Regions from separate parts of the Mus musculus genome. Here regions 1 and 3 are each linked to region 2. The links are chromatin contacts, called in public Micro-C and promoter capture Hi-C maps. All regions are on one chromosome and are shown on one strand. Each heading gives the region's core, a stretch centred on a gene start, on an enhancer-like site or on the middle of the called end of the contact. The rest is flanking DNA. Distances are from core to core; before and after follow the strand shown. Region 1 holds the start of Mtif2 (mitochondrial translational initiation factor 2). Region 2 holds the start of Fem1al (fem-1 homolog A like). Region 3 holds the start of Sptbn1 (spectrin beta, non-erythrocytic 1).

Region 1 (3,810 bases), core at 210-2,709, 300 kb before region 2:
TGTGTATGAACTCGTTGTGGTTTTTTTCCTTTATAAGTTAATAGGAAAGGATATCCATTGTCATAGTTGAGATAATTCTGAGCTGTCTCTGGTCTGACCAGTATTAGGATGTGCATTCAATAAACTATTCCTGCTTATTATTCCTATGGTTTGTGTGGCGATTCCTGAACCCAAACAGTTTTCTACAATGATTTCTTCAAGGTCCAAGTACTTCTAGAAAACAACTATTCCTTCTGATGTTTGCCCAGAGATACAGTGATTCTATTAGAACTACACTACAGGCTACAGAATGGCTACAGACGTTGAAAGGGTTAAAGCCGAGTTAAGGACTTTCAAAGAGGCCTGAGAAGCAGAAGCTGAAAACTAACAGAAAAAGTGTCTGAGGAAAAGACAATGCACCCAGGCCGGAGGTCGGATGGAATGATGATGACAGAGTTTGAACTGCAAAAAAGGCCATGTGGTTGAGGTTGTAGAGGTAAAGGGAATGTCCAGGTGCAAGCAAATGAACAGGTGGTTGGATGTAAATTTTAGTAGGCCACACATTATTTTAGCTGGTTTCTCAATGCTTGCCAAAGCAAGTGAGAGCAAAGAACTGCTTACAGAAAGTGAACTTCAATACATGTTTATGAACTTGGGTCATTTTCAAGTGTGGGCTTAATGGAGATTCAGATAAAAAAGGTTTTCAGGAGTCTCTATAGTCATTAATACTGACTGAATCTTTGTGATGGAAAGGGGTAAGGGTAATGAGATGGCTACGTGAATAAAGGAGCTTATTTCAAGCCTGAGTTCCTGAATTCAGTGTGTGTATACAAATAAAAAAGACAAAAATTTTTTAAAGAAAATGAGTGGACTGAGGGACCTGAGTTTAGGGTAGACAATGAGAGATAATGGTAAAGCGTGCTTTGGGATAAGAAACTTTTCTATGCTATTCCCTTAATCTGTGGTAGTGCTAGGTGTAAACGAGTTACCCTCAAGAGATGATGATGGCTGTGGCCAAAGAGGAGACCGGAAAAACTCCAAAGTGAAGAAAAACAACCAAAATCATAACGAAAAACGTTTACTTGACTCGTACTCTCAACAAGTCACTGAAACCTTCCCACGATCTTATGAAGTCCGTACCGTGATTCCATACAACAGATAAAGTCGAGGCACAGAGTTGACAACACACCTCTAAGTTCACACTGTGAACGGGCTGGGCCAGCAGCCGGAGAACCCTAGCTCCACTACCTACCCTGCCCACCCCGTTAGAGCTTTCTAGGGCCACCTTGCGCCGCTTCCTTCCAGCTAGATACACGCAAGTTTGAAGTACGTGTTCTTCCTGGAGAAGGGAGGGAACTGCAGAGCACCCGGTCCCCACTGCAGGCCAGCAGCCGAAGCTGCAGGTTACAGGACCAGCCATAGCCGGCCTCCACCAGCCACAGACAACCCAGAATTCCATGGGGAAGCTGCTTCCGGCGGTACCGGAAGCACGACGGGGACCTCACGGAAGGGACGGACTGAATGACCCACAATTCTCCTGGGTCCGGAGGGCGACCTCGCCTGGGAGTTGAGTGAGTGGGGTCTCTGCGCTAGGGTGGTCGCGAGTGCCAGTGTCACTTGCCGCGGCTTCGGAGTCCACGAGCGCTCAGGTGCGCTCCCCAGAGGCCCGCGTGGCAGCGGCGGTGTTTGATTTTTCACAACGATTTTTTTTTTCCTTTCCAAATCCTCTTACTGGTCTATTCAGACATTTCCGTTAATGCAGCTACGCTTTTGCAGCATTCGCACGCCCTCTCCGCTATGGGAATTGTCAGCCTGAGTTCTCGGTTGCCGCTAACCTTATGGAAGTAGTAATGACCCCTTCTTGAGTCCACTGTCCTCTGTAAAGTGAGAGGCGTTGGGATATTTAACAACCAAGATTTCTTCCCAGGTTTGAGATTTGGGTTATTATTCTGATGTGTCTGATTTCTCGATTATATATCTCTGTGTTGGTTTGTCTCATAGAGTCTCGTTTCATTGTTCTGTGCCCTTGTCAAATCTGCTTCACAGCTCATTTAAAAATGATTTAAGTAAGATGGGCATAGTAGTGCACATCTTTAATCCCAGCGCTTGGGAGGCAGAGGCAGGTGGATCTATAAGTTCGAGTCCCTCTTGGTCTACATAGTGAGTTCCAGGACAGCCAAGGCTACATAGTGAGACCCTGTCTTAAAAAAAAAAAAAAAAAAAAAAAAAAAGGTTTAAGGAATCCTATGCTTTCTGAGCACTTCCTTTTACTCCCTTGCATGATTAAAGCAATGCATTCTCTCTTTCTTCTCTGTCTCCCTGCCCCTTCACTCCATCTCCTTCCTCCTCCTCCTCTTTCTTCTCTTATCTTTTGCATTTTCTTTTGAAAGGTGGTTTCCCTGATATACCTAGCCTGGCCTTGAGCTCCCTATGTAGCTAAGACTGAAGACTGGCTTTGAACTTGGCATCCTCCAGCCTTTGCCTAGAGTTGCCTGTGCCAGCAGGCCTGGCTTGAATTTCTAAATCTTAGTTCATTTACTTGGAATGAAGTCAGAATTTCTTTTGATCCTTTCCTTCTTGAATGAGTCTTTTAAGGTAAAATACTAACTATTAAACACCCACAAAGCCTCAGAATTATCTATAAATGAGGGAGATGGTGGCTTGTGAATGTTTGTAACATTCATGTTGTGAATCTTCAGAGAAAGTAAGTCATCAGTGAGAAACAATACATTTATCATCTCATTTTTTTCTTTGTAACCTTGTTATAGAAAGGCTACAAAGAAACACTTCTTTCTTTTTTCAGAACTCAGGAAAATGAGACTCATAGGACAAGAGTGACTGGTCTGTAAGAGGTGTCAAGTCAAGGCCTTTTGTTACTGCATCAGGTCCTTTCTCTACTACTTTACTGTGTCACTTTCAGCTCTAGATTTTTTTCCTTTTATTGGTATTTTTTTCTGTGTCTGTATGGTGTGTGTTATGTGTATATATGGGCAAATCATGTACAAGGCATGGGCTACAGGGAGAGGTTTGAGAACAGTTTTGGGGAGTTGAACCTTTCCTTCCATCTTCTCATGGATTCTGGAGATTGAACCCAGGTTGTCAAGCTTAAAAACACTTTTTCCTGCTGAGCCTTCTCCTAGACTGTGTGGTGTATTTTCATTTTTTTATTTGTTTGTTTGTTTGTTTTTGAAACAAGGTCCATGAAGCTTAGGTTGGCCCCAAACTTACTATGTAACCAAAGTTGGCCTTGTACTTCTGACCTTCATTCCTCCACTTCCCAGATGGTAGGATTACAGTCACCTATACCATACTTGGCTGTCGTTTATTTCCTTTAAAAACAAATCAGCTAGGTGGTAGTGGCACACTTATAATGCCAGCATTCAGAAGGCAGAAGCAGGCAAATCTCTGAGTTTGAGGCCTGCTTGGTTCTAGAACTGATAGAACTACACAGAGAAACCCTGTCTGAAAGAAAGAAAGAAAGAAAGAAAGAAAGAAAGAAAGAAACCAAAAACACTGCTGGGAAGGCCTGGTGACATGGGTCTCATGGCAGAACCTAGGAGGTGGAAGCAAAGGCATCATGAGCTCCGGGCCAGTGTAGCAACACAGTGAAGTCATGTCTCACCGCAAGCTGTTGAGCCTATTCCTCTGTCAGTACCATAAATACATGTGAGGAGGATGCATTGGCATGTCCCATTGAAGCTTTAGCTTTATTGCTAATGCTGTGACCCTCTAATACAATTCCTTATGTTGTGATGGTGCCTAACCATAAAGTTATTTTGTTGCTATTTCATAAGTATAATTTTGCTACTGTTATGAGTTGTAAAACATAAA
Region 2 (3,722 bases), core at 756-3,255:
AAGGTATTGGTGGCGTCCATGTGGGCCCCAGCTTCGATGAGAGCATCCATGATGGCCGGGCAATTGTTCTGGGCAGCGATGTGCAGTGGGCTGTTGTTGTCGAAATCCCTGCTGTCAGGGTCTGCTCCGCAGTCCAACAGCACCTTGACCACCTGCAGTGACGGGAAGACGCCCACATGATACTGGCCCACGTTGGTGGTCTCCTTGTCCACCGCCATGTGTAGTGGGGTGAAGCCGTTCTTGCCACGAGGGGCACACTTGAGCAGGCGATAGACTGTCTGGTGCTTGAGGTGTTCCTGCCTGGGGGTGCACTCCACCTTCTCCAATAGGTACAGAAGGTGGAGGATGATGGCAATGGCTTTGGTGAACTGTGCGGAGTCATCCGGTTCCTTGGGCAGCTGCAGAGCCCGTTCCACTTCCCGAACCCCTTTGCTGAGCACACCTATGAGGTCGGCAAAGTCAAGCTGCATGCCTAGGTTGCCCTTGGCCGAGTGGTCCTGCAGCACGTAGGAGAAGAGCTCTGCAAACGACAGGAAGCTGCTGGCGGTCATGGGGCTCAGGGGCTCCAGGTTGTTTTGTTGCATGTCCAAGGCATACTTCCACAGACGGATACAGCGCTCGAAATTCCCGGAGTCCGCATAGACAGCACCCCGGTACCGTATGTAGTATGAAGTGTCAGGATGTGAGGGGCCCAAGATTCTCTCCCGTATCAGCAGCGCCTGCATCCGCATCTCATCAGGATCTGTAATGAGGGCTTCCAACTCTTGAGGCGTAGTCACCTCCCTGGAATAGTCATAGGCCAGAACCAGTTGCTGGGGCTCTGGCTTAGGGAGGAAGCCTCCACCCTGGTGGCGGAGTTCCATCGCCCTTCTCCAGTGCTTCAGGGCTCCAAGCAGATCCCTTTTCTTATCCACATAGGTGGCACCCAGCAGCTCCAAAGCTTCCACAGCCGCTTCCCGGCTGGTAGGGCAGCAGCTCTCATACTGTTCTGCATCTTCTGGGGTGGAGCAGTGGTTTCCTGCCATCTGGGAGGAGCCTTCTCCAGGAAGCTCTGTCCCTGAGAGCTGCTCGTGGCTCGGCTGTTCCTGGATGAGGTACTCCACGATGTTGGTGTGCCCAGTGATGCTGGCGGCCAGCAGCGGCGTCATGCCATAGCCGTCGCGCTCCATGCGCGCGTGGCAGCTCAGCAGCAGTTGTAGGATCTCCAGGCTGCCAGATTCTGCACAGTCGTGCAGGGCGGTGTTGCCCTTGGCGCTGCGCCGGTTCACCTGTGCGCCGCGCTCCAGCAGGTAGCGTGCGATCTCGCGGTGGCCCTTGTAGCAGGAGATCATAAGGCACGTGTGGCCGTGGCGATTGGCCACCTCCAGGTCCGCCTTGTGCTCGCCCACCAGGCAGCGCACCACGTCCAGGTGGCCGTTGAAGCAGGCGGCGCGCAGCGGTGTGGAGTTGGTGCACGTGGTGCGGTTGACCGAGGCGCCTCGGTGCAGAAGGCTACGCACCACGGCCAGGTGACCCGCGGCCGACGCTGCCCAGAGCGGCGGCGCGCCCTCGATGGTCTCGCCATCGAAGTGCACAGAGCCACTCGCCTCCACGCTGGCGCCGCAGTGGTCCACCAGATACTCCACCACGTCTAGGTGTCCACGGCGCGCTGCGATTAGCAGTGGCGTTCCACCGCCGGCCACCTCACCCAGCAGCTCCTCCAGCTCCTCACGCCCACGGCTGGCCAACAGTTTCTGCAGCAGAGGCAGCTTGCCGTCGTGCGCCGCATTGTACACCGCTGTGTGCAGATCCATGCTGGAAGCCTCGCTGCTGGATCTAGCCGGGCCGCCGGTCGCCAGAGACATCCTTCACCTTCTCCAGGGCTGTCATCTTAGCGGTTCTCCTGCTTCTGTTAAATCTTGATTGTCTGTCTGCCCCAGTGTGTGGTTTTAGGATATAAATGAGAATATAAACTGGACCCAGCATCAAAACTGTCCTGGTTTGAGTCCACTAGTTGTTAGGATTCTGTTTGGACTTCACCCCCACAGTTACTTGGCAACAGCCAGGTAGGCCTGGCTCACTATAAAATGGTGGTCCCTCAGAGAGAAGGGATGCCTCTACATGGGCCGGCTGAGACACCACCTTCCTCCATACCTCACCACACCTCCATAGGGCATATCCTTATATTTCTTTATTTTTTAATAATCATAACATTGTGCCGTGAGTCAGATCTAAAATCTCTTCAAGTTTACATCCCATCTCAGCCACAACAAGAGAACTCCCTAGCCCAAGATCTGGTAAGCCCCCATCCTTTCCCATCTCTATGGTCCCAGGGGAGAGTTCTTGAGATAGGAGATACCCCTGTGTTGTCCTTGAGGATGGGAGACATCCAGTTTTTCCCTTGGGTGAGATTTCCCTCTCCTTAGAGACAGTTTCTTTCTTGCGTCTGAGAACTTCAGGCTGGGCCTGGACCACTGCTCTCTGGCTCAACAGCACCAGGGCTCTGAGCATTAGACTTTCCCTTCTCCCCTCCCTCATTTACAACCTGCTGCAGACTAGTTCAACAGGTTTACCTGCCTGCCTGATCCTACTTACTGCCCTTCCTGCCCCCTATGAATGTAGAGAGCTTTTAGTACCACTTATAAAAATTTGGCAAGTACTTGTCACTGGGCTCAAGGCAGTAGGCTCAGATAAGAATATTCACATTTGGGCTGATGCAAGGATCAAGGTAAACTCAGCCAAGGAAGGTGTGACTTCCTTTTTGTCCTGGTCATCCTGATAAGCCCCCAGACCCAGTGACTGGGGGTGGGGGGTGGGGGGGAGGATTTTGTTTATTGCTTTGTTTGATTACTACCTGGTGTGATCTCTTAGTTCTTTGCCTTATTTAATCACTTTGTCTTTGACTAAGAACTGACCTTATTCTCTGCTAGTACCTAGCATGGTGTAAAAGCTGCTGTTAAAGCCACTGCAGCCTCAGCTGGAGCCATGTTATAATGTTCTCTAACTGTTCTTTTCTTCTCACTTGCTGCCCTTCCCCTCTGCTCCTTAGCTCTGCTCCTGGTTCTCAGCCTGAAAAGTAGGTCCCTGCCCCTTACATCCTGCCAGAGTTCCCATCTGTTAGATTTGACAAAGTCAAATGGGCCCAAACCAACCACGCAGTTCCACTCTTCCTGCTACGAGCCTGCGGAAGCTCACAAACACACACTGGCATTCGATGGATAAGGAGTTTTTCCAGTCAGCAGGAGGGCTGACTCTAATTTCCCAGATAGGGCCTGGCCAGCTTTTTTTTTTTTTCTGGGGGCTAAAGGGTTGACATTTCACAGCCACTGTCCTTATGACCAACTTCCCAGGTGACATATGAGTTAGGACATCGACCCTTGGGTGACCATACCCTTTGAAAGCAGCTCTCGAACTCCCCCACCCCACCCCACCCCCAGCTTTTGCAGCCGTTTAAAAAACCCCTAGGCCTAGGGTAGGGCCCTTTCTGGTAAGTCCTGGACTTACCATGTAGCCTCTAGGGGGCCTTAGTGAAGGCTTAGGGCACTAGCCTGGCTAGAATTTTTGGTTATTGAATTATTCTCAGGATGCCAGTACAAATAATCCAATAACTCTCCAGTGGGTGCTGCAATATCTTCAAATGTATATTTTAAGAGATCGTCACGCATACTGCCAGCAGTCTGGTAAATTAAAAATGTCCCCTATGCCCAAGCATTTACCTATTCATGCTCCACACCCCTGGCTTG
Region 3 (3,694 bases), core at 952-3,451, 390 kb after region 2:
GTCTCTCTTGTTCTGGGGCCAATTTGCACCTTGTTTCCTTTCACAGATGGTTTATCTTCATGCAGAATATGCTAATCTCCCTTAAAAAGTTAACATAAAAGCCTTCTTTCTCTAATCTACAAATTATCTGCTCTGAACACACCAACCACACCTCTAGACAGACAGACCGCTGGGTAGCACTGCTACATTTTCTTCAAATATATTTTTTCTGATTGATCTTTTTTTTTTTTTTTTGTCAGTCAGGATTTTTCTGTGTAGCTCTGGCCATTCTAGAACTCACTCTGTAGACCTGGCTGGTCTGAAACTCAGACCTGCCTCTGTCACCTGAGTGCTGAGATTAAAGAAATGCACATCACTACCTGGCTGGCTGGCTTCCTTCCTTCCTGTCTGTCTGTCTTTATTTATTTTTAATTTGAAGGAAAGATTTGCACACATGACACGGCATGGTGTGGAGGTCAAAGAAAAACTGTTGTGACTCAATTCTCTCTTGACACTATGTGGGTCCCAGGGATCAAACTTGGGTTGGGAGGGCTGGTGGGCAATATTGCACCAGTCTTAAGCTGCCTCTTTTAAAGGCAATCATTTGTAAGTCTCCAGCTAGCCATGGCCTGCTATATAAATATCTGGGCCAAACAGAATTTCAATACCACACCCAATCTTACAGAAATTTGTACTAAAAGGAAACTGGGTTATTAAGTCAATTAAATTATAAATATAATTTTGCACTGAGGTTTCATTGAATCTACATTGCACCCAAGTCTGGTGTAAGACAAATTATGAAGGCGCAGTTACTAAGTGGAGGGCTCCAACAAATGAAGAATAACTGAGATACTGTCCTATAGCAGTTAGCACATGGCTTTGTTGAGCCTGCTTTGCATGAGACCAACCTCCACTTTCCCTGTCTCCCTCCATCCATCTCTCTTTCTCTTATTTGAGACAGTGTCTTACCACATCAATCTTAGCTGGCCTAAAACTTGCTAGGTAAACCAGGCTGGCCTCAAACTCACAAACATCTGCCTGCCTCTGTTTCCTGAGTGCTAGGATTAAAAGCATGGCCACCACACCTGGCCCCTGTCTGATATTTTACGATAATCCCTTTATTCTCCTTTAATTCTATCACATGCTGCTGCTGTTACTTGTTTTTGTATGGCAAGGATGAAATGAGGGCTCTGTCCATGTTGAACAACTGTGTTTTCTACTAGCAAACACATCTCTTTAATTCAGAGTACATGCATCTCTATTCTTGGCAAACAGAAATGACTTGACTAAAAATAATCATGAATTCAGGATTCTTTTCAAAGAATCCAATCAGCAGACACAGAATAAATGTTTAGCTCCCTTGTTTCCTGAATACTTTCTTGTGGGTTTCTAGTTCATGTGAATCATGTCAAAAGTACTGACAAACTTACAATTTAATAATCAAGGCACCTATTATAATAGACTTTGTATCGTAAACTAGAATATAATTGGAATAACTACTTAACATCTACCTGGCATGGTTTTTCTCTAGAAAATGAAACTGAATGGGAATGATCAGTGGCAAACCTACTCATTAACAGCATTAAATATGGCCTTCCCACAGGACACTGCTACTTTTCAGATCTAAAGCCCTTGTAACAAGGTACTTACCAACCTCTCACCGAAAAGATCAGCTAATCTGCCACTGGCATTACGTATACAGCCAAGTTGGATATTTTATATAAATATAGTATGTTAAAACACTTGAAATTAAAGATGTGTTAGAATTAAAAAATCCTTACAAACTCTTAGCAGCTCTTTCTAAATTGCTGTAAACATTATTTACTGTGTTCTAAACTATGTTGGTCATTAAGTTCGGCAGCTCTCCAAAAGTAAATGTCTTATAAAAGGGTAAGCAAGCTCTCATAGGATATGTTAAAGCAGGGAGAGGTCAACTTCAAGCAAGACAGCTTAAAAGAGAAATGGTTGATGTTCAAGGGACTACAGAACATCTGGTGACAGGTGGGACATACAACATCAGGACACTTACCTGCCAGGGCCTTGATGCGGGAGCGCTCAAAGAGCCTTGCAGAGCTGTTCTCATTGTCCCAGTCATCCACATCCCAGCGGTTGTTCACATCACTGTACTGCTGCTGGATCTCAATGTTGTCATAGTCTGTGGCTACCGTGGTCGTCATCTTGACTGTCTCAGCTGCTTGTCCACATCAGTTACTTTTCAGAGTTCTGTGAGTAAAAAAGGAAAAGCACAGGTGTGTATACAAAGTGTACATCCTCTATACACCTGCTGGGGTGATAATAAGGAAAAACTAGGACAGTCACTGCTTGTCCAGATGTGCCTTCTAGAGCCAAGGCCAGTTCTGAACTTTGGCTCTGCTTCATAGCACATGTGTGACCTCGGTCATGCTACTTTAATGCTTTCCCCAAACCCGGAGGAGGGAGAAGACTGAAGGAAACACTGGGTGCCAAATTAATGTTCTTTCCTAAAGGAGTTTAAAGTGTCTGGGCAGTGATGGTGCACACCTTTAATCCCAGTACTCAGGAGGCAGAGGCAGGCTGATCTCTATGTGTCTGAGGCCAGCCTGGAGTACAAGACAGCTATGGCTACACAGAGAAACCATGTCTTGAAAAAAACCAAAACAGAGCAAAATGAACCAAAAAAGTTTAAGGTGAAGGTTTAATGTTTTATCAGGGCTGTATCAGCATCTACATGGATCTTTTTAAGTGAATTCCCTTAGTTTTATTGTCTATTACCGTTTAGTTTTTCCTTCATAAGCTACTATATAAGAAAAACTAACAAATCATTCTGTCTCTATGTCTCATTTACATATTAGAATTGATGCCTAAGGTTAAGATGGAAGCATATGGCAACAAAGATAGTATCCATGCATAGTAAATACTCAATAGGTATTATAATTATTTATACCATTGTTACTATAAATTCTAGGACCAATACCAATAGTAATGCCCACTCCTTTAAAGCCCTTGAGGATAATGGTGGGTTTTTTTTTTTTTAAGGAATAACTATGAAATAAGCTCTGGCTCACTAAAGTCTTCACTTTATCAATGTATTCTTGGAGGATCAAGAGAAATATGTTTAGTTTTAAATACAGTTTCTCCATTCAATACAGCTATTACTCACATGCAGAACCCAACCATATTGAGGAATTACTACATGATCAGCAGTGCTCTAGATTCCTGGGGAGAACAATAAATGACACAAGTGTTACATCCTCATAGAAGGGAGACCAAAAACACACACACACAAAAGCCAGAGAGTTTAAGGAAAATAAAATACAAACAGATGAATTTGAAACTGGCTATTTTAGACTGGTCAGAAATAAATACTCTGCTTAGTGTAGGTCTCGGTGTCTAAAAGGTACAGATCATGGCCAGATCAAGAAGAATGGCACACCAGACAAAGGTACACCAAGGTATGCTCAGTATAGTTGGAGTCAGGTGTGCAGAGGGAAAGGTAAGGAGAGACAAGGCTAGGGGAGCTAGACAGGGCTCCCCTGCATAGCTCATCAGACTTGGCTGATGATGACCTTTGAGTCAGCATCGGCCACTGGTGGATGTGATTCTAAAGGATAGTTCTTGGTGCCATGTGGAAACAGATTCTAGGAGGCTACTCCAACGATGGAAGTGGTTTGGCACTGGCAGTAGTAGACGTGAATGTGGTAGTAGTGTGCGTGGGTATGTGTCAGGCATGCTGACA

What was found. Promoter capture Hi-C pulls out the DNA fragments that hold promoters and counts their contacts. Hi-C and Micro-C count contacts between places; a contact is called where the count stands out from the background.
Region 1: a Micro-C map of embryonic stem cells shows a contact between it and region 2, with 2.9 times the contacts expected there. The contact joins the promoter of Mtif2 here to the promoter of Fem1al in region 2. A contact is called at or near these places in 4 of 39 promoter capture datasets (the 3T3-L1 cell line, embryonic stem cells and trophoblast stem cells), 1 of 484 Hi-C or Micro-C datasets (embryonic stem cells), 2 of 115 datasets of contacts at active chromatin or transcription factors (embryonic stem cells and expanded potential stem cells) and 2 of 9 other capture datasets (embryonic stem cells and liver).
Region 3: a promoter capture Hi-C map of embryonic stem cells shows a contact between it and region 2, with 3 times the contacts expected there. The contact joins the promoter of Sptbn1 here to the promoter of Fem1al in region 2. A contact is called at or near these places in 3 of 39 promoter capture datasets (embryonic stem cells and stem cell-derived epiblast-like cells).

The regions. Positions count from the first base shown.
Region 1 is chr11:29,524,938-29,528,747 of GRCm38.p6, forward strand. It overlaps Mtif2 (mitochondrial translational initiation factor 2), which reads left to right and starts at 1,460. Exons shown (of 14, transcript NM_133767.3): 1 at 1,460-1,906.
Region 2 is chr11:29,823,663-29,827,384 of GRCm38.p6, forward strand. It overlaps Fem1al (fem-1 homolog A like), which reads right to left and starts at 2,006. Exons shown (of 1, transcript NM_176829.2): 1 at 1-2,006. The coding sequence starts at 1,793. The region is part of intron 13 of Eml6 (echinoderm microtubule associated protein like 6); the gene reads right to left.
Region 3 is chr11:30,217,571-30,221,264 of GRCm38.p6, forward strand. It overlaps Sptbn1 (spectrin beta, non-erythrocytic 1), which reads right to left and starts at 2,202. Exons shown (of 35, transcript NM_175836.2): 1 at 2,009-2,202. The coding sequence starts at 2,156.